3 separate regions of the Mus musculus genome follow, and all the other regions are linked to region 3. A link is a contact called in public ChIA-PET and HiChIP or PLAC-seq data. All regions are on one chromosome and are shown on one strand. Each heading gives the region's core, a stretch centred on a gene start, on an enhancer-like site or on the middle of the called end of the contact. The rest is flanking DNA. Distances are from core to core; before and after follow the strand shown. Region 1 holds the start of Anxa11 (annexin A11). Region 2 overlaps Zmiz1 (zinc finger, MIZ-type containing 1). Region 3 overlaps Zmiz1 (zinc finger, MIZ-type containing 1).

Region 1 (3,224 bases), core at 246-2,745, 200 kb before region 3:
AATATAAATGCTTTTTTAAAAATATTAACTTGCTGGCCGGTGGCACAAACCTTTAATCCCAGCACTCAGGAGGCAGAGGTCTGTATGAGTCTTGATATTGAAGTTTGGGACCAGACTGGTCTACAAAGCAAGTTCCAGGCCAGCCAATGCTAAATTGGTAGACCTTGTTTCAAAAGCAAGCAAACAAACAAACAACAACAACCCCCACCCCAAATTAACAAGACAACAAATTAACTCACACAATCCTCACAGTGAGTCTATGAAATAAGAATTATAATTACCCTCATTTTACAGTGCAGAAATTAATGAGGTATCAGGAAGGGATGGAGGAATCCGAAGTGGACACCTGTCTTAGAGCAACAGACTGTGTGGGTGAGCTCACCTTGCTTCCCCAGCTAGAGAATCCCGAGAACAGACAAAGCCTTGGGGGAACAGCCCTGTTAATCCTCCAGGAATTCCCAACAACTGACGGAAGCAAGAAAATAATGAAGGAGAATAATGGGAGCAGGCTGAGGGTGAGCAAGACACCTGGCCCTTCCCCGCAAGGATCTGGGTCCAAGTCTAGTCATCCTTTCGACAATGACACACACCGCCATCAACAAAGTTGAACAGCCCAACCCAGGGCCGCATTTGTAGCTTTCTTCCGCAATAAGGCAGCCTCGGGGCAAGGCAGCCTCGGAGCAAGCAGGGAGCAAGCTAGTTGAATCCTGTAAAGGGATCAGACAGGTAGGCTGACACTCTAGGTGTAGGGTCTGGGAAACCCAATCTCCAAGGACGCCCACTGATTAGCCGGCGGGGAGAAAAATCTCTAAAGAGAATGTGCCCAGCATGAGTTTAGCTATTCTCCCCCAGATTTGTTTGACACCTTGTACGCCTTTAGGAGACTGGCCTGAGCCCACGGGACGTCCGGGTTGCCAAGCTCAAGCAAGCGTTCTTGAAGACTCTGGAACGAGAAGCGGGGGCAGGGGCAGAGGGATCCTAGCTGGATACGCGGTAAGGAAGACAGGCAGGCAACACGGCATCTGGCACAATCGTGCATTCTCTGGACCGCTTAGGAGCCTGCCTTATATAAACCCAGGGTGGCAGGTCCAGGAACCCGCGCCCTGCAGTTCCGGAGCAAAGTTCCCAAAGACAGCTTTCTCGGCCCGCTGGGCTCCGCTCAAGCTTCTCCCGGAAGCGCACTGAGGTAAGACCTCAGTCACCCCCAAGTTCGCACACCCTGGGACCCTGCGGTCCCAGGCTCACCTGCCCTGACCCCGTTCAACTCCGGGCCTTGTCCTCGGGGGAACATTGCACCCCACGCCACGCGCGAATACCCCTCATGCGGAAGCCGCCCGCCGGGACCCTCACGCACCTGGCACCAGGGACCGGGACACTGAGCTCGGATAGCAACTCCTTCCTACTCCCGCTTTCCTGGATCCTAACCCGAGAGTGTCTGCGCACGGTCGAAGGAGGAGCCGGCAAGGCGGAAAACTCTCCGGGCGCGGCCGCGTTTGTCGCCCCGGGGCGGAGCCGCACGAGATGGGCGGAGCCTCTCTGGAGGGGCGGGGTGCGTGGGACCACGCCCACAGGTGAGGGTTGCGCTTCAGTGGTAGCTTTGTAGGAAGCCCCGAGCTTTCCGGAGCAAAGCCGCTCTAGACCTCAGGATGAGAGGACATTCTCGCGGGTGTTTATTTTCAGGAGTTTGACAGCGAAAAAAAACTTAAAACAGTCACTGTGTACGGCAGGAGGAAACTTCACAATGGAAAAAATTACCACCTCAACCAGTGACCAGGGCCAACATCAGCAGTGGTAATTTATATTGATCTTCTGTCGTGTGGTGTCTTCCTCCTGGAGACACATGACCCCATAGTAATCGTGCAGAAATATCAGACAAGCCCCAATTGAGGAACTCAGGACTGTCCAAAACTCTCAAGGTTGTCAAAACAAGAGGAGTCTGAGAAGCTGTCACATGGAGATATGAAAACTAAGTAATGTGACATCTTGGATGGGATCCTGGGAAAAGGACACTAAGTTAAAAAAAACAATGACATCTGGACCATATATAGATTTAATAACAATGCATCAATATTGGTACATCTATTGTAGCAAAAATACTAATATGTTAATAACAGGAGAAGACCCACGTTGGTTGTTTATTTAGAAAAAGGTAGTATAGTGAGTATGATTGTGTAACATTTAAAAATAAAAATTAAGTCTCTTACTCTCCCCAGCTCACATTTAGGCACCTCCTTCCAGATGTTCAACACACTTCTACGTTTGTGTTGCTTGCTGTGCTTAAGCAAATGTATTTGTTTATAAAACAGGATTGCAGTATTTTTTTTTCCCCTCACTTTATATTCGAGTGTCCTTTCAACTGACGCCCCAGGACCAACCAGGTTCTTCGGAAGACTGCACAGGATCTCCCCCCACCCCTTACGGATTCTTCACTATCTAGCTCCCACCTGGGGTACACTTCTTTCATGGCCCACTTTTGATTTGCAAACAAGCCATTTGTCATTTGCATTTTAGGAGCCCAGTGGACTGTAAGAGCCGGAAGAAGCCTGGTTGGCAGGTGTGGTCTGCTTGCTCCAGCAGATCGGAATGAGCTAGCCTGCCAGGCTACTGCCTCACAGCGGGAAACTCAGGCTTAAGGTTTCAGAGTGAATGAATAAATAAATAAATAAATAAATAAATAAATAAATAGCAGAGGAACATGATTACTCCTAGGTATGGTGAAGGAGAAGGTTTATTGTAGAGAAAAAAGAGACATAGTCAAAGGCAGACACATCTGGGAGAATCCAGAATGGTCATGACCCAGAGCCTTGTGAGGAGAGTGGGGAGGGGAAAGGAGATGGGTGAGAGAGGAGAACCAGGTACAGCAGCTAGAAGCTAAAGGTACAAAATAAAGGGGGAGGGGTAACTAAAATCATTATATTATGTAGAGAAAAGCAGCCCTGTACCGTGGCCTGCAGAGTTGTGGGTAGAAGGCAGGTTATGCCAGCCACAGGCTGTAAGGTAAGGCAGGGTATGCCAGCCACAGGCTGTAAGGTAAGGCAGGGTATGCCAGCCACAGGCTGTAAGGTAAGGACTGAGGAATTCTGAGGGTCCAGGGTTTGAAACCTAACACAAAACATCACATAGAAAACCTCCAGGCTGGAGAGATGGCTCAGAGGTTAAGAGCACTGTCTGCTCTTCCAGAGGTCATGAGTTCAATTCCCAGCAACCACATGGTGGCTCACAAG
Region 2 (3,260 bases), core at 200-2,699, 170 kb after region 3:
GCACCGTAGCATACGCATCCACATAAGCACACACCAGGCACACAAATGTCTCCTCACTAATAGCAGATCCTTTAACAGGAAAAGATGAATGGCGCCTGAGGAATGATCTGAGGTGATCTCCTAGCCTCAACAAGAAACACAGACCCGCTGTCACCCACAAAGTGAGACTCTTCCAGAAGGGAGACCTGACATGAAACCTGTGTGGGGTTGGGGGGGAGGGGGGCGTCTAGTGTGAGGATTCTGCCTACTTGGTAACAAAAAGGCACGAACAGGCTTCCAACAGCATTCCAGACGCAGGCATGGACTCAGGGTCCCACAATGCAGGGAGAGCATAGGGCTTGTCCAGATCACGAGGCTGTGAGGTAGCAGGAGTGAGTGACTAACTAGTTAGTAGACTCTGGTCAGGGCTGTTTCCAGGGGTAGGAAACACAGCTGGGAACTGAAGGGAAGGAAGACCTATTCGAGTGACTGCTGGTTCCCTAAGACAGAAAACAAAAACAAAAACAAAACAGCATTGCTCCTCCCTCCCTCCCTCCCTCCCTCCCTCCTTCTCTTCCTCTCTTCCTCCCTTCCTCCCTTCTCTCCTTTTCTCCCTCCCTTCCCACTTCATTCATGTTGGAGTAGAACTTTGAACCTCAGACTGCTAGATAAGCATTCTACTATTGAGCTACATACACCAGAGCACTTGGACTTATATTTCCCACCACCACCCCCCAAAAAATTCCCAGATGTCTCCAGGTTCCAGACTCTAGCCTGCAACTGCCTGCCCACTGAGTGTAACTGGGCTCCAGAGAACTCAGGCAGCCTGCCCCAGCCTACTCAGCCTCACTCCCTTCCTATTTTATAGATCAGTAATTTGAGCTGGAGAAGATGTGAAACCATTTCCTCCAGGCCCTACTAGTCCCAGACCTGGGGGAAACCTGGTCTACCTCTAAAGGCATAAAGGGCCCAAAGTGGGTGTGGGGCAGCCAAAGTCTGATGTCGATTTAGCCTGGGGTCAGCTATGCACAGCAGTGGGTGCCTGGGCTGGGTTGGGCTGCTTGACTCTCAGTCTGGTTTCTTTGTCTTGTGTGGACAAGGCTGAGCTCAAATGCACCTGCTTGGGCTGCAGGGCTGCGGGGGAGGCTGCAGCTTGAGCTTGGCTGACTTGAGACTCTGAGCGATCAGGCAGAGAGAGGAAACAGTGAGAACACGCTGCTCACCTACTGCTGTGGGCAGGGGACATCCTCTGAGGCTACTTGGGACAGGGCAGGGCAGGGTCCCCCCATAGCATGACACCAGAAGGCAAAACTGGCAGTGTCCAGCAAAGTTAAGGGCCACCCTGACCCATACTGGTTCAGGCCACTTTCAGGGCGAGGGAAAATGACCCAGGGCATGTGCTGGCTCAGACCAGAGTCAGCTGGCCTGGTTTGCTGACAACCCCTCCACCCACCTCGTGCTCTACTCTCTGCAACCCTGGCTGTGGGGACTTCCCTCTTTGTGTCCCTGCAGTCTCAAGGTGCAGGCAAGGGCAATCAGGCTACAGACACTTGGATCTAGACACTTGATGACATATCTTTTTAGGGAAATAGATGAGCAAAAGTGGGAGACAGGCCTGAAGAGGGCAAAGGGACCACCTGTCACATGAGAAGACAGATTAAGACAGCAAGCTAAGTATCCCCATGCCTACATGTTCCTGAAGGGTAAACTGAGGCTCAGAGACTGGAAAGTGCCTGCCACAGGCAACTTGGAGTTAGGAAGAACCCCAGGACAGTCATCCTGGGTCCATCTCATGGAACCAAGACAGAGCTGCCTTCTCTGACCCCAACCTCAAGTTCAGGAAGTTGCAACACTTCCTTGTTTCCATAGTAACTAGCTACTGCTCCAGGAATACACTGAAATGTTTTTGTTACCTCCTCTGTGCAGGCCCTGGGCCAACCTGTGAGGACAGGGATGGATGGACGGACAGACGGACGGAGAAAGGGAGTGTGAAGGGAGACCCAGTCCCAGCCCCAGCCTAGGATGATAGCAAGCAACTAAGAAAGAGAGCAGAGGGGAGGGAGGAGGGAGAGCCTTCAGTGGAGAACCTTCCCAGCATCTGATACTATCAGGGGACAAGCTCAGGGGTACAGCTTTTGACCTGACTTCTCAGGGATGAGTAGACGTTCACCAGACCGAATGAAGAGGCTAGAGAAAATGTCAAGGCTCCGGCCTTGAGGTACCTCTCACCTTCAAAAGCTGCAGTGTGCTGTGTGAGCCTGGTGGCTCAGCTGCTTGGGAGGCTGAGACAGGTGAAAGGGAAGTGAAAGGCCCCACCTGTACTGCAGAGTGTCAGTTCAAGGTCAGCTTGGGCAACCAAGAGAGACCTTGTCACCAAATAAGAAATTAGTAGGGATTGGCATGTAGCTTAAGACACATGACTCTGGATTTGACCCCCAACCTTGAATAACCCATATGTGTGGGACCTGCCTATGGTCCCAGCACTTGGAAGATGGCAGCTGGAGGTTGGAGAATTCAAGGCATCCTCAGCTGTACAGTGAATGCCAGGCCTGAACCTCAGAAAGTCTCATCAAGTCCGGGAGGGGACCTCCGTGGTACAGTACTTGCCTAGCGTGGCTAAAGCTCCAGGTTTGATCCCCAGTACTATGAAGGAAAGAGGGGAGGGAGGGAGAGAAAATGGTAGTGGGGGGACTAGAACTCAGCACAGAAAGCAGAGAAGATGAAGGCTTGATCACTGACCAAAAAGGAAGATCGAGACCACAATGCAAAGTGTGGACCAGATGCCCAGGCCCCTTCCCAATTTCAAGTGTCTAATGGGCGTGCTGACAGAGTAGGTACTGTAGCAGTGACAGTACAGGTGACAACCCTAAAGGATTCTAGATAACCACTCTCTCCGAGGGGAACAGGACTGGGGACTGGACAAATCCACAGCCCGGTTCTCAGGCTAGTGAGAGACGCTCCCTAACTGTCCCAGGGAAGCAGCCTAAGTGAATGAAGGCTTTAAGAACCTTGAGAACTGCGCACAGGTTGCTGCTTTGCTTGTCGTCTCCCCATCCTGCATGCACTTGGTCCAGCAGGGAGAAGGCCAGCCTCAGAGAGTGGAGAATGGAGGCAGAGGGAGGCCAGAGCGCTAGGGTAGGCGCACCCAGCACCTTGCTAGTTTTATTTCCCCTCTCTGAGCCTCAGTTCCCTATCTGGAAAGAGAAGGAAGGTATGATGGACAGGTTCCTCTATTACCCCCTGATCCCACCCACTAAATCATCTCTGGATCTGTGGGTTCC
Region 3 (3,346 bases), core at 510-3,009:
AGAAGCACTCCTGAGCAAGCCCTGTATTTTCTAAGCTGGGGTGACTGAACACTGTGGCCTGCGCTCTCATTGTTCATGGTGGTCAGAGAGTAACCTACTATCTTAAGCTGTTCTGGCCCCTGCTGCCTGGTCAGGTATCCGCCGACCTGGAAATTAGTCCTGAACCCATCCCTCACTAGCTGACCCTGCAAGTCTTCCTTGGGGCACTCTCATTTTTGAGCACATGCCCTCATGCCTTGTCCAAATACAGGAGTGGGTCCTGGTGCTCAGTAGCATGAGGGAGCAGAACACAGTGACAAACGGGGTCGTAGCTTGGTTGGGAGAGTGCCTGCCTAGCATGCACGAAGCCTATGCTTTGCTCTCCATCACTGCACAGACACGCCCGGAGAGAAATATTTACAATTACCCTATTATCTCAGAGGAGAAGACGGGAGAATCGGAGGTTCAAGGTTATCCTTGGCTACATGGAAAGTTTGGGTCTAGCCTGGGCTGTATGAAGCCCCGTCTCAAAAACAAAACAAAACAATAACCCTAAACTCTAAACCCAAACTAAACAACACAAAACACAGGCGGGAGATGGCTCAGTAGTTAAGAGCACTGACTGCTCTTCCAAAGGTCTTGAGTTCAAATCCCAGTAACCACATGGTGGCTCACAACCATCTGTAATGAGATCTGATGCCCTCTTCTGGGGAGTCTGAAGACAGCTACAGTGTATTTACATATAATAAATAAATCTTAAAAAAAAAAACAACCACAGTGCAGATGAATAAATACTGTTCTCTCAACACACCGGCCACTGTGGACTAAGAATCAGTACCAAGAGGCTCAGTCAAGAACACAATGTGAGCACAGGCCTTGGGGTCTGAGCAGCACATTCTCCAAGAGGATAAGAGTGAAGCAGGCTCAGTATTCTTGGTGTCCAAGGAGGGGGATATCAGGGCTAGACTGGAGAGAGAAACGGCATGGCTCAGGAGCAGGGCCCAGGAGCACAGGTGGCTGACTGAGGACTAAATGCAGCTTGTGAAAGTGAGGCCTGTGGCCAGGCAAGAAGGGAGGGGCTGAGCCACAGATGGCATAAAGTACCTGGCTGGGACACCCTGCAGAGCGTGTTTTCACAGAAAAGGGAGACCTCTGGCCATCCATTATCCTTCTGGATTCCCAGCTCTGGTATGCTGGACAGAGGTTCTCGAGTGACCGATCTCGAGTGACCGAATAAAGCAAAAAAGTCTGTCTTTCCCCCACCACACCCCACCCTTCAGAACTGCTTTACAAACTCCCTACCACCTTCCAGGCTCGTGAAGATTTGATTCAGGTTTTAACAAGCAGCTGGACAGGTCCAGGGGGGAGGGGGGCCCCCTGTCTCTCATCATCTTGGCTCCCAGGCTACTGTATCTAAGGCCCCTACTACCCTCAGCACCATGGCTGGGCCTTGTGGGAGGAAACCACCTTTTCCTGTTCTGCCTACCACTGACAGAGTACAAAGCTAGCCAACATTTCCCAAGTGGGCTCTCCACTGCCTGGCCAGTAGGTTCCCTGTCTCAGAACAAAGGTGGCCATCTACTTAGTGTGCACAGGGCCCGGGGGCTGCTGGACGCATGCTGGAGAAGCAAGTGACAGGCACAAGGGGGGCGGACCCAGGCCTCACGACAGAAGTGGCATCCACCAGCACACTGTGACTCATCGCCTTCTAAGGGCTCTGACTTGACAGGCAACCACAGCATCAGGCCTGTGATGTGTCACCTCTGCCTGGACTCTCACCCCTGTCTCTGCAAACCAAGGACAAACCAAGCTCCTGTGCCAGCAGGGAAAAGGGACTGGAGTGGGAGGGGACTGAGTGGCAAAAGGTGTCAGGGAGAAGGGCTCTGGGAGATGCATGCCAGGCCTTTGGGAGAGGCGTAAGCACTGGCCAGTCTCAGTGATCAGCACTGTTAGTGACCTGAGGCTCCTCCTCTGAGCTTTTCTTATTAATTAATTAACTAATTAATTAAATGGTGTGATGGTGCTTAAGTTTAATCCCAGCACTCAGGAGGCAGAGGCAGGTGAATTTCCAGAGGCCAGGTTGGTTTACATAATGAGTTCCAGGTCAGCCAGAGCTACACAGTAAGACCCTGTCTTGGAAAAGGGAATTGTGTGTGCGTGTGTGTAGAAACACTAGGCCACAGCACACATGCGTAGGTCAGAGGACAACCTGTGGGAGTTGGTTCTCTCCCTCCATGATGTTGGTTCCAGGAGATCAAACAAAGTAGTTGTCAGGTGCCTTTGTCCACTGGGCTACCTCAGTGGCCGTTTTTGCTCTCTTGTTAAAAATAATTTTCTGGGGTGGGGGCAAGAAGAGCCTACTACCAACAGAGCCTGGTACAGCTGTGCAAAAAATAACAACTCATACAACTTGTGTTTTTCCTTTTGTTTTGAGACACAGCCTCACTATGTAGCCCAGGTTGGTCTTGGATTTTTGACCCTCCTGCACACACCTCTCCTGAGTGGGATACAGCCTGTATCTTTGGTACCCTTTGGTTTCGCTTTCTATAGTGTTGGCAATCGAACCCAGGGCCTTGGGTTTGCAAAACAATACTCTACCACTGCCCCACCCCCAGCCCCTGCTTGCTCTGAAGGGGCTGGGAAGGGAGGAAGAGCCGGTCAAGAGGAAATCAGGCTAGTGTTTGGAGGCCATACAAGTCCCTGGGGATCCCCGTGCACCAGGCTTGGTTCTAATCTTCTTCCCACAGATGAGGAAACTGTGGGTCAGAAACTGGTGTCCAGTCTCACGGCCCCATGCCATGCCATGCCTCCACCTAGCATTCCGGGGCCTCGCTTTAGATTGTAGCAAATCCCTGGCCCTGGAGGAGGCAGGAGCTCACCCTTGATCTCAGAGGCTCCAGCGGCTTTGATTGTAATCAAATTAATAGATAAACAAGATTTATTAGACTCTTAATTAGCTTTGCGACACCGATTTGCATAGAGACAATGTGCTAATCACAAATGGCTTTTTAAACCACTCATTAAAAACCTGGGATGAGGAAACAGACGTTGTTGGGATAAAGTCCAGATCACCTCAGGGACACTGAAGGTGTCCTTCTGCCCAGGCAATGGCTAGATCCTCCAGGTAACACACAGCTTCTGTCCTGGAGTTACGGTGGGGGTGGGGGGATATAGGATGTTTCTGTGGCTTCTGCTAAGTGGAAGATGACCTTGGTATGGTCAACGGTGAAGCTAAGACAGAAGCTGAGGACTTTTACAAGCTACAGTTAGCTCATACTCGTCACAGGGTCACAGCTACTCTTATCAAGTGCTTTGGGAGCAGCCTGGATCTTCTCTGCATTTCTCTCATGGTGGTGGGCAGCACCAT

What was found. ChIA-PET counts read pairs in DNA pulled down with a chosen protein or histone mark. HiChIP or PLAC-seq counts read pairs in DNA pulled down with a chosen protein or histone mark.
Region 1: an RNA polymerase II ChIA-PET map of effector CD8 T cells shows a contact between it and region 3, with 9 read pairs. The contact joins the promoter of Anxa11 here to the enhancer-like site in region 3. A contact is called at or near these places in 4 of 115 datasets of contacts at active chromatin or transcription factors (effector CD8 T cells, embryonic stem cells and memory CD8 T cells) and 3 of 9 other capture datasets (adipose tissue, liver and pancreatic islet).
Region 2: an H3K27ac HiChIP or PLAC-seq map of microglia shows a contact between it and region 3, with 2.8 times the contacts expected there. The contact joins two enhancer-like sites. A contact is called at or near these places in 2 of 484 Hi-C or Micro-C datasets (liver and natural killer cells), 3 of 115 datasets of contacts at active chromatin or transcription factors (bone marrow-derived macrophages, effector CD8 T cells and microglia) and 2 of 9 other capture datasets (adipose tissue and liver).

The regions. Positions count from the first base shown.
Region 1 is chr14:25,840,426-25,843,649 of GRCm38.p6, reverse strand. Anxa11 (annexin A11) reads right to left here and starts at 1,495. Exons shown (of 15, transcript NM_013469.2): 1 at 1,355-1,495.
Region 2 is chr14:25,471,305-25,474,564 of GRCm38.p6, reverse strand. The region is part of intron 1 of Zmiz1 (zinc finger, MIZ-type containing 1); the gene reads right to left. Among named protein-coding and RNA genes, the nearest start is that of Zmiz1, 14 kb to the right of the region's middle. Within about 2 kb of position 1,449, at least 170 of the 459 cell types and tissues checked have an H3K27ac peak or open chromatin away from gene starts, as enhancers often do. A contact at or near this core is called in bone marrow-derived macrophages and microglia, where this site is marked.
Region 3 is chr14:25,638,949-25,642,294 of GRCm38.p6, reverse strand. The region is part of intron 7 of Zmiz1 (zinc finger, MIZ-type containing 1); the gene reads right to left. Among named protein-coding and RNA genes, the nearest start is that of Gm52102, 21 kb to the left of the region's middle. Within about 2 kb of position 1,759, at least 130 of the 459 cell types and tissues checked have an H3K27ac peak or open chromatin away from gene starts, as enhancers often do. A contact at or near this core is called in bone marrow-derived macrophages, effector CD8 T cells, liver and 3 more, where this site is marked.